2 separate regions of the Rattus norvegicus genome follow, and region 2 is linked to region 1. A link is a contact called in public Hi-C data. All regions are on one chromosome and are shown on one strand. Each heading gives the region's core, a stretch centred on a gene start, on an enhancer-like site or on the middle of the called end of the contact. The rest is flanking DNA. Distances are from core to core; before and after follow the strand shown.

What was found. Hi-C and Micro-C count contacts between places; a contact is called where the count stands out from the background.
Region 2: a contact with region 1 is called in a Hi-C map of liver, with 2.9 times the contacts expected there. The contact joins two enhancer-like sites. A contact is called at or near these places in 2 of 12 Hi-C or Micro-C datasets (Schwann cells and liver).

The regions. Positions count from the first base shown.
Region 1 is chr2:45,304,335-45,309,726 of GRCr8, reverse strand. No RefSeq gene overlaps it. Among named protein-coding and RNA genes, the nearest start is that of Map3k1, 160 kb to the right of the region's middle. Within about 2 kb of position 3,021, at least 13 of the 93 cell types and tissues checked have an H3K27ac peak or open chromatin away from gene starts, as enhancers often do. A contact at or near this core is called in liver, where this site is marked.
Region 2 is chr2:45,412,025-45,417,243 of GRCr8, reverse strand. All of the region lies in intron 1 of LOC102554307 (a long non-coding RNA gene), which reads right to left. Among named protein-coding and RNA genes, the nearest start is that of Ankrd55, 230 kb to the left of the region's middle. Within about 2 kb of position 2,168, at least 25 of the 93 cell types and tissues checked have an H3K27ac peak or open chromatin away from gene starts, as enhancers often do. A contact at or near this core is called in liver, where this site is marked.

The DNA of each region.
Region 1 (5,392 bases), core at 1,772-4,271:
TCCGCCCTGCTCTCTTCTTGGCATTCTTATTGAAGAGCCCTGGCAGGCCAGCCTCTGTCCCCTTCTTACTCTGCACAAAAAAGGTCAGCTTTGTGGATAGAACAATAGCTTACATTTCCATTCAGTACTAGTCGTGTGTGTGTGTGTGTGTGTGTGTGTGTGTGTGTGTGTGTGTGTGTATACATGTATACATGTATATGTTCATACATATATAGAGAGAGATTATAAGAATAACACACACATATATTATATATATTACACACACACACACACACACACACACATCTTTCCCCCATGGGATCCAGGGATCAAACTCAGGTGGTCAGGCCCTCATGGTGTCTTTACTCACTGAACCATCTCTCCAACCTACATTGCTCTCTTTCTGAGCCAAGCAAATTGAGTCACTGTCCCCTCATCTGTGGACTCTGATCACCTAACCCTGGTCTCTTCAGACCTTTGCTCAATGTTTATAGCCTCCGTGATATCTTCCCAGGTCAGCTGAGTGACTACAGTTCATACAGAGTGTGGTAAGAACAGCACAACCTGCTCCCCTGCCTGATTTCAGGACACTAAAAGGTGCTAGGTAAGTAAGGATGTAGCAGACATGATGAGTGTCTCCTGTGCAAAGCTCACGGGCCCTGGTCTTAAAGAACTCCTATCATCCCAAACGCCTCCTCATTTGTTTGCGTTTCTCTTAACAGAATATCTAGTCCTGTGCAGACAGGTCTCAGTAGATCCGTGAGATGGGACTATGGCTGCCATCTTGTTTTTACCTGAATCTTTTTACATGTCCTACTTCCTCACTCTTCAGTCTTAAAGATGGAAGGAAGACAGATGAGGCATAGAGCCAGATCCTCGGTTCCTAACCATGACTGTCACGAGCTTTGGGACCACAGGCTGGTGAGTTGGTTAACCTTTCCAAGCTCCCATTTCCTGATCCACTGAGTGGGCTAATGGGTGCCTACCCTGCCTACCTACCACACAAGACAGAATTCCCCCAAGAAAGGACGATATTTGAAGGCAAATGAGATATTCTCCTCTCTCTAAACAGAACTCTCTGTCAGTGTTCAATGCATGTTAGATGAAAGGATTAAAACCACTAATAATCTAGGGGTAGGCAAAAACCATTGTATTTCCCCTTGAAATCTGGAAGATTGCAACGTTCCTTTGTAGGAGTAAAAGAGCAGTCCATCCTCAACAGAAACAGTCACTTCCTCTTCTCTTCCCTTTGGTTTCAGCACTGTAATGTGAGTTCACAGTCACTTTACTCTCCCAGCTTCCACTCTCTCTAATTACACGGTGTCACGAGCCAAAAGATAGACCACGAGATCTCGATGTTGCTACAACTTGCAGGTGACGCAAATTATCATTAGCACGCCGCATCCGAAACCGAGTTAGATCGCTTCACCCAAAATGCTCCAAGGGGGAAAAAACAGCCCACTGTAATGACAGAGCGAAGGCAGAGGCGGAGGTCACAGCTCCCGGAACACAACAACCTGTAGATGTTTGAAGAAAAGCGAATTATTGCTAGGCAGGTCTTGACCGAGACTAAACTAACTGCGTTTATCCTGTAATGAGTTTTCACAAAAATAATGCTACCAGCGCAGTTCAGACATGCGAAAACTCCCGGCTAAGCTGGCTTCCAGACATAAGGCCATCAGTGCATTCAGAGAAACAGTCGCTGCAATTATAACTAATTAACTGTCCTAAACAGTTGGGAGCCGGTTCGAGAGGTCTGAGCTGAAATGCAAATGAGGAGGGAGGGGCCTGCTGCAAAGAGGCGGTGCGGCATATTTGTTTTGTTTTGACTTCTTTCCAGACATATTTCAGTTTGCATAAGTATTTGAAGGTCGGATCAGACAGGATTTACAGCACAATGGTATCAGGAATGTCTTTATGAAAACTCTGATATGGTCTAAATTAGGTTTCAAGAAGGGGCGGGGCAGCCGTGGGAGCTCGAGTCTGTATCAGTGTCTACTCTGCAACCTGCTGGGCACTCGAACCACTTCATCGCAGGTCGGCCTTAGAGCCAACAAGTGGATTTCAACTATCGATTTCTGCAGCATCAGGGCAGCCTGGAGGGGGCTTGCTCACCCTCCGATTTCAGCACTGCTCCTGTGACCTTTGGTTGACCTTGGGCTCTGCTAGCAGAGGGTTAAAGTTGTCTTTTGGCATTGGAGCCTGTTCTTTTCCGTCTCCAAATGCTTTCAGAGAAATCAGAATGAACCCCACCCCTCCGCAGTGGGCAAGCTCCTTCCTGTAGAAGCAAGACTTAGAGAGGATCCCACTTGCTCCTGTGAAACCGGCTCTGAATTCAGCACAGAAATTCCTTCTCTTTCTCGAGAAGTCTGTCTTCCCCTCAGCCTCTAATTTCCCAAAGGCCACCTTTGGAGTCTTCTCCACGAAGGCAGATAAAACAAAGCAATGTGTAAAGAAGTCCAAAACTCTGTGTGCTTTTAAGGACAGAATGAAGCCAAGCCAGGCAGTATCCTGACATACTGAACCAGAAGAACCCTCTCCTCCATAAACTCAGATCTCTTAGCAATTGTTTCTCCCTGAAGGTGGTGGTTGAAGGGAAATAAGTCAGGGGACCTGAAACTGCGTGAGCAGAGTCTCTCTAATGATGCCCATTTCAGTGTTCTGGAGGGTTATTTTGTGGTGCACTGTGGAGTGAGCAGGAAAGCCTCCACAGAGAGGTTTAATTGTTTACATTCAATGAAAGGAAAAGTCTGACTAGAAGTGCTCAGATATAATCTTGCTCTGATTAAAATGGTTCTATTGTGCTATGACCCATAGCTCTGTTAGAAAGGTGAATCCAGGACTTTGCCCAACCATAGGCACCCGTTTTATACAAGGGAGCTATACATGCAGGCATGGACGGACAGACACGCCTGGTGGCTCGCAGCCATCCTTGCTGCAAGAAGGGTTTATTTTCCTTTAGGAACCCACAGCTGATCAGTGTTCTGCTGCCCGGGCTGTTTCATAACTTTCCGTGTAATTAAGCAGTTGGCATGACCTTCCGTAGCAAGATAATAACAGGAGTTGGCCAAGGCAGGGCCTATACACCAGAACCCTTTGGGCTGCTCAAGCGTTCAAATAAATGCGAAGCCATCTTTTTAATCCCAAACCCCACGTGTGCACACAGACACACAGTCATGCACACACATACTGCTAGCAAACGTGATACTGGTTCCTGTAACTCAGTAATCACAGGGTACAATTCAAAGATGGAGGGGAGGTGCCCTGTGCGTCATTTCTTAAAAGCCACCAGATGGGCCTGAAGGTGTGTATCGAAGTCACTCATTTTCAAGAGGCAAATCTCTACAGATTGCCCGAAACAAGCTGGTTTTGAAGGAAATACATAGGACTTAAAAAGGAAACACACTAGCGGAGCACGGCCACTAAGCACCGAGTGAAATCATGTCTCCTGCACAGCACAGAAAGCAAGCAGTAGATGTGAGAAGGAACAGCATACAGAGACTGCTGCCACCGGTGCCGTTCCTACAGGGGCAGCCACCACCAGTGCTGTTGCTTCCTGTGTTCCATGTGCTGCCTCTGCACTGAGGAAGGGGCATTTGATTCTCTCCTTGGAGCAGAGCTGTATGCTTGACTGGACAACTACAGCAAAAGTGTGTCTGTGACTTCTGAGCTGCCCTCTTAGTACCAGCTGTACAAGTTCCCCCAGGGACTTTTGAAACTCTGGCTGGTGGAATGTTTCTGCTGGGACCTTATCTCTATGCTGTGTGAGACCTGAAGCTCAATAAAACCACAAGTAGCTTGCAGTGAGCATCCGGGGGCAGCTGCAGGCTTGACAGAGGCCAACGTGGGGAGTGTGCACCCTTGTTAATAACAGCCTGCAACCGCATGAGGATTCTGAGCAAGAACTACCCACCGAAACCCAGGCAATGCTGCAAACACGATTGTGTAGATTGTGAGCATGTGTGGGGCTAACAAGCACAGAGTCTTTGCTCATTTCTTTTCATTGATTTATAAGAGCCACCTGTCAATGAGGGACAGTAACTCTTTACTGGATGTTTTAAATATTTTTTGTTCATTTTAAAGGATTCATACATACATACATATACACACATACACACACATATATATTATATATTATATATTATATACTATATACTATATACTATATATTATACTATATATTATACTATATATTATACTATATATTATATTATATATGTGTGTATACACACACACACACACACACACACATACATATACATACATACAATGTGCTTTGGTCATAATCACTTTCACATTCCCTACCAACTCTTCTTAGATCCACACTATAATCCCTTGCCCCTTCAAACCTTGTATCCTCTTATATGTATGTGTGTATGTTAATCTATATGTATATCTATATACCTATATATTTATGGAGATATGGCTATATAGCTATATATCATCTATATATCTATGCCTATGTCTGTCTATATCTATACATCACTGAGCTCGACTCGTACATGCTGCCCATATACTCTTGGTACAGGGTCATCCACAAGAGCACAGCAACCACACTCACAGAAAACTGACTCCATTTCTCAGAAGCCACGGACTTGATAATCCCTCAGTTAGGGGCAGGGAATCACAAGCCCCTCCGCTCTCCATGCTAGAATGTTGGAATGCTGACTGGCTTGGTCTTGCACGGGTCTTGTACAGTTTGCCTGACATTTTCACGCATTTTTCCCCCATTTCACCAGTTCGCCTTTCCTCTGCCATTCAGTTTTTTGTTTGTTTCAGTTGTGATATGATCAATAGTTTCAGTTATTTGATTCGATGGTTTCCGTTTTTCTACACCATTTCAAAGTCCTATTTTATGCCAAGTCTATACCCATTTATTTGACCATATATGTATGAGATTAACAAATATTCATTATTGGACCCCTCTTTTGTGTCAGGTACTCTCTTACTAGATAAATAGTCAATGCACTAGACTAGGACCAAGCTTTCTATGAGCTCATATCTATAAAACATGTTCATAGAAACATTCTTATTAGTGAAAATCTACATGCAATCCTAGTTTCTACCAACAGCTTGATCAGAAAAGGTTAAGGGTACACAGGCAATGCTTCAAACCAGTGAAAATGGTTTGAAGTGTTCGGTATTTCATCTATCAATCAAGCTATGTACCTACCAGTGGGAAATGAATTTGAACCCAGACCTCCTATTAGGAATGAATGATAGGAAAGGGTGTTGGGCTGTTGTGGAAGCCCACAGTGAAGTGATTATTGGCTTCCCTGGAAGTCGAGCACCCTGAAGGTGATGCTGCATAAGTGCTAACAGTTGTCTATTCATAATTTTGCTTTATGCTGAAACCATTGACCTCTCAGGAGTTAAAACGAGCTCAACAACAGTGTTCCTAGCTGTAAAGACA
Region 2 (5,219 bases), core at 919-3,418, 110 kb before region 1:
ACAGACTGGAAGTCCGACGGGCACTGCAAAGTTGCTGAATTCAGCGGACTCTTTGAAGATGCCCCACGGGTCAGGCTTTATGAGCGTCAGGGTAGGGAGAAAAAGTCCAGTTTGAAGGTGCCGCAGACTCTTTAGAAATTACTAGAACTCTGTCGGTGGCAATGATCTTGTGCAACCTGGGGTCTGTTGAGAAGCCATTAGACTTGTCTTTTGTTTGCTGATACAATTATGACTTTATTCAAACTGCAGACAGTAAAATACATAGAGAAATTTGGCTCTTTCCAAGACTCGGGCAGATGACTAGCTGAAGTTTTATGTGACAGTCGAGCAGATCTAAGCATGCTTCCTGCCTTCAGAGTAGAACGGTCACATGACGGTGGCCACATGATTATCTTGAGCTGTGGTGTGGTGTGTGTATGGGAAATTCCTCCCTGGTTAAATAGCAAAACTCCTCTCCTTTCTGTCTTTGAATATGACCACGTGAGGTATTATGCGGGGACTATGGAAGCAGCCATGTTGTTTCCATGCTCAAGAGGAGAGAGGATCACCAGGAAGCCCCCTGACATTGTGCTGTGCAGAATGACACCTTTGTTCTAATACCTAACAGCTGAAGGCACCCTGTACTATCCAGGCCAGAGCCGTGGCGAATCTGTGGCCATTACCCCTGATACCAAAGTGTCTCACTGTCTTGTCACCCAGATGAAGAAAATGGCGACATAACCTTCATTGGAGAGGGACTACTATTTGATGTCTTTGGGTAACACACACCTTCCCTGTCACCAACCTGAGCTGTCTCTAGGGGCCTGAAGAGATGTTTCTGAACTGCAGTGGTTTGACCTGCAACCAAGGCTCTGGCCACTCGACCAGCCCTTCCTCAAGACTTTCAGTAAGGACACCATGACTGTAGCTGGATTCCCAACTCGTTGTGCAGAGGTTAAAAAAAAAAAAAAAAACTGAATCCTGGGGCCGTGGTCAGGCCAAGCTTTCAAATGACATCTGAACAATGGTTTTGTTGAATAACTGTCTAGAAAAATACTCATGTCACTCTCCTGCTTCCTCACCCAACCTGCTCTCTCCAGTTCCGCACAGTCAGATGTCAGTACGTCTGTGCGTCCTCAGTTCCATGTTCCTTCTACAAGACATCTGCCTAAGGAGAGCAGTGGATAACGACTTTAAAAAGGAAAAGGAACCTGACCTGGAGAGACGGCTCAGCAGTGAAGAACACGCTGCTCTTCCAGAGGACCTGGGTTCAATTCCCAGCACCCACACGGTGACTCACAGCCACTGGTAACTCCAGGTGCAAGGGGATCTGACACCCTCTTCTGGCCTCTGAGGCACAATACCTATGTCACCACAAGGTAAGCAGGCAAGCATTCAGAAAGCCCATGTACACAAAGTAAAAATAATAAAATTTTAAAAAGCAAAAAGCAAATGAAAGACGAATGGAGTGTCTATCTTGTGAAACCAGCCATTGACCAGTAGATATACACTAAGAAGGAAAGGTGACACAATGGTACTCTACAGGGGTTTAGTCCATGTCACCACTTGGGGTGCCATTGAGACTTTATCAAAGTAGTGACTTTAGAACAGCAGTTTCCAGTCAACCTTTCCTTGAAGGGGCTCTCCCTGCCCCTTACTTGTGAAGCCCAGCTTCTCAGCAATGCTAATGTCCTGGCCTGGGAAGGGTGAGAAGAATCAGCTTATCCTTATCTAGTCAGCGCCAGGTTTGCTCATGCTGGCAGTTCCGAAGCCCACTGAGGTGCCCTGCTCAAGACCAAGGGCCAGGTACCCCACATCCTCAAAAGCAGTCGCTCCCTTCTTCACAGCTAAGCAGCTTTCTTAAAAATGAACGGAGGGAGAGGATGGGAGGAGAGGGAGGATTTAAGTAGTTCATACAGAGGTTTTGGTCAAAGCTCTCAGCAGAAACCCATTAAGACTTTCATTTTGTTGCTTTTCAGAACGTGAAATTTTAAGTGAAGTTTCAAAAACAGACCTAAAATCCCTCCCAGGAGAGCTGCTCCAGCCCCTGAATGCTGTGTGGGAACTACACAGAGCTACACGGGGCTGGTAGTTCCCGACTAAGGCTTCCCAGCCTCTCCTAATGTCTCCGGGGCCTGGCCCCAGGGAGCTCCTCTATGCAGATAAGGAGGCGGCCTTATCTGGTCCTAACAAGTTCTCTTTTCCAGTGAAAACCGCTCAGAAATTGGTTGCAGACCAGGGACTGGATTAGAGGCCAGAGCCAGGGCCAGCACCTCTAAGCAAACAGAAGGGTCACATGATTTATCGGGTGATGAGTGTTTGCTGGAAGGCCTGTGGTGTGAGGTTACCCTCCAGTCAGAGGGAGAGAGAAGGGGGAAAAAAGAAAACAAAACCTCTCACTTGCTTTTGTTTTTGAGGGAACCGCCTCTCCCGTGTGAACACGAGGTGGAGGTGGGGGTGGGGGGCTCTGCGCAGTGTCTGGGCAGAGAGCAGAGGTGGTGGCTTTGATGGGGGAGGGGCTGAACTGGACAAGCAGTCCGGGAATGCAGGGGTCTGTCATCAGGAAGCCATCTCCTTCCAGAGGCCACTTTCCAGATGTTTCCCCAAGTCTTTTTGGATGGTCTTATTTCCCAGGTTTTTCCCTCGCCTGGGTTTTCTGCTGATGATACCCAACCCCCAACATTTGATTGACAGCTGATGATAAATCCTTTATTAAAAAAAAAAAAACCTACTTGCCCACAGTTTTTGGAAATAATAGGTGGGAGCAGAAATGGACTGGAGGAACGAGAGTGGGGAAAATAGCTTTAGCACCTCCAGAAGAATACACAGAAGACTGCTGGTCTCCAGTGGGTGAGCTGTTTAATTCACTACCGAATTTCTAGAATTCCACGCACTGAATAGTCACTCTCAAGCATGCCACTTAAAATTTCTTGCCATTAAAATAACGTCCATAAATCAGAAACAGAATGCCAACATCCTAGTCTATGACTAGCCCAAAGACATGAGGGACGCACAGTCCATAGATTTAAAAAGAAAAAAACAAAAAACGCAGATGGTTTCTGAAACCGCATGAAGATGCTGAATTCTGTTAAGAAAACTTAAAATTATGTTTTGAAGGCAGTTGTTTCACTCCCAAGAGAAAGGCCAAAGCTACTGGATTACTTCTAAGAAAGAAATAAAAAGAATAAAAAGAGCTTCAGGGTTGTGATCCCGTCCTGGGTTTGGAAACCTGTGGTGGCTACACAGTGTGCTTCATTTGTGAAGATTTTTGAACTATATGCTGATGAACAATAGACTTTTCTTAAAATGTTTCTATTACAATTATTTAATATGTGCATTGAGATTATATTTTGTCTTATAATAATGATAAAGATAATATGAGAAATATATATACATGCATACATACATACATACATACATACATACATACATACATACATACGACAGAGGGTAGAGAATTGGCAGTCTCATATATGGACAAGGATATAAACAGCACAGTTTCTATGGAGAACAAACTTTGTCAGCCCAGAAAGTTGATAGAGCTAAGGTGCTCATTAAAATATTATTATATCTTCCTCCCCCCACCCCGTGTGTGTGTGTGTGTGTGTGTGTGTGTGTGTGTGTGTGCGCGGTGTTGCGTGTGTCTGTAGAAAACAACTTGCAGAGCTGGCTGTCTCCTCCACCATGTGGGTTCCAGCAGTGAGCTCAGGTCATGTAACTTGGCACTAAGTGTTTGTACCTACTGAGCCATCTCACTGGCTCTAGGCTATTCAGTTGAAGAGAGGGACCTAGTAAAGCATTGCACGTATAAACCAGAATGCGACCCAACTACAAAGGGAGTCTGGAACTTGAGTTTTACGGCAGTAGAAAAACCTCCGAATTATATTTCTATCCAAACAGAAAAGGCAAGGTACAGAAAAGCATGCTCTGCTGATAAACAAGACGGGGCAAAACTGAAAGGGATAAACTCTGCAAGAATACAGAGGATTCTGTTAGACCAGTTTCCAGAAACAACTTTCTAGAGGGAAATAAATACGATCAAGATAAGGACTTTGGCTGTTTGGTTTTCTGTAACTTTTGAATTGTGAATCACACGACAGTACATTCGGATCAATTAAAGGCATTTCGCATTGTAAGACTGTGTTTTCTGTCTATAACAGTGTCTATACACTGTGCATTATATTACTTAGTCAGCTGGACATATCCTAATTTCAGAAATGTTCATCTGAGAAAACCACAGCCATGTAGAAGGGAGAAAACCAGTTGAACGTTTACTTTGTTGACTACTCCCCAGTATCAGCCCCGATCACAGACTACCATTCTGCACCAATTACTGAAAAAAAATTTTTTTTTGCCCATTCAGTATCATTTGCTAAATGACTGTGTCATTCACTAGCTGAGGCTCTGTTGTGACCGCTGTATCATTTTCTGCCCTTTCCAGTGCTTCCCGAATAGTCTCTTGTTTCCTCACTGCTGGGCCATCGGTTGATCCTCCCTCCACTGTGCTATCTCCCACATCTCTCTAATGACCCTCATCCTGTGTCTGACAGACATTTTCTGTTTTGACAAGGTAAAATCGATCGGCGAGAATTATACACACACGCAAAACATCTCCACACAAAGCCCAGTACAGAGAACGATTCAAGCCTTGTCCACTTCCTTGCAGATAATAACTTGGGAAGCAGTTTTAATGGGCAGATGAATTCTAAATGGAGATCTCTGTTTGAACTTCACGATCCTTAAATAGAAGCCAAGGGCAGACATCCTGCCTTTTGGCCTGACTTTTGCCATTGGAAGCATTTAGGAGTACACGAGTATTTGTTTGCTCTTCTGAAAATGAGACCGGTTCGGTGTATGCCCCAGTGGAGTGGCTAGACATATCCCTCCCTGCCCATCTGTCCCTGGGACCCTATGGAAAACCCTGACCAAGCCTTTAGTAGCTCAGCCATTGGCTTTTGAAGGAGGGCCTGGTTGAATTCTGAATTCGACGACTCCAAAATGGATGTTTCTGGCGAGCCAGGCTAAGGAGGTAGGTGGTTTGAGAATATGAAGTTGAATTTTCAATTTTCATCTCACAGACTTAAATACATTCTGGAGAAAAAAAAGACAAAGGCTGTGGAGATGTTTAGATTTAGTACCAGTAACCTGCAGCTCAAAGAAAGCATGATAATCCAAGGTTGTCTGGGGACATCGGTCCTGTGGCACTGCTGTTCTAACCTCCAGAACTGAGGAAAAGCCAT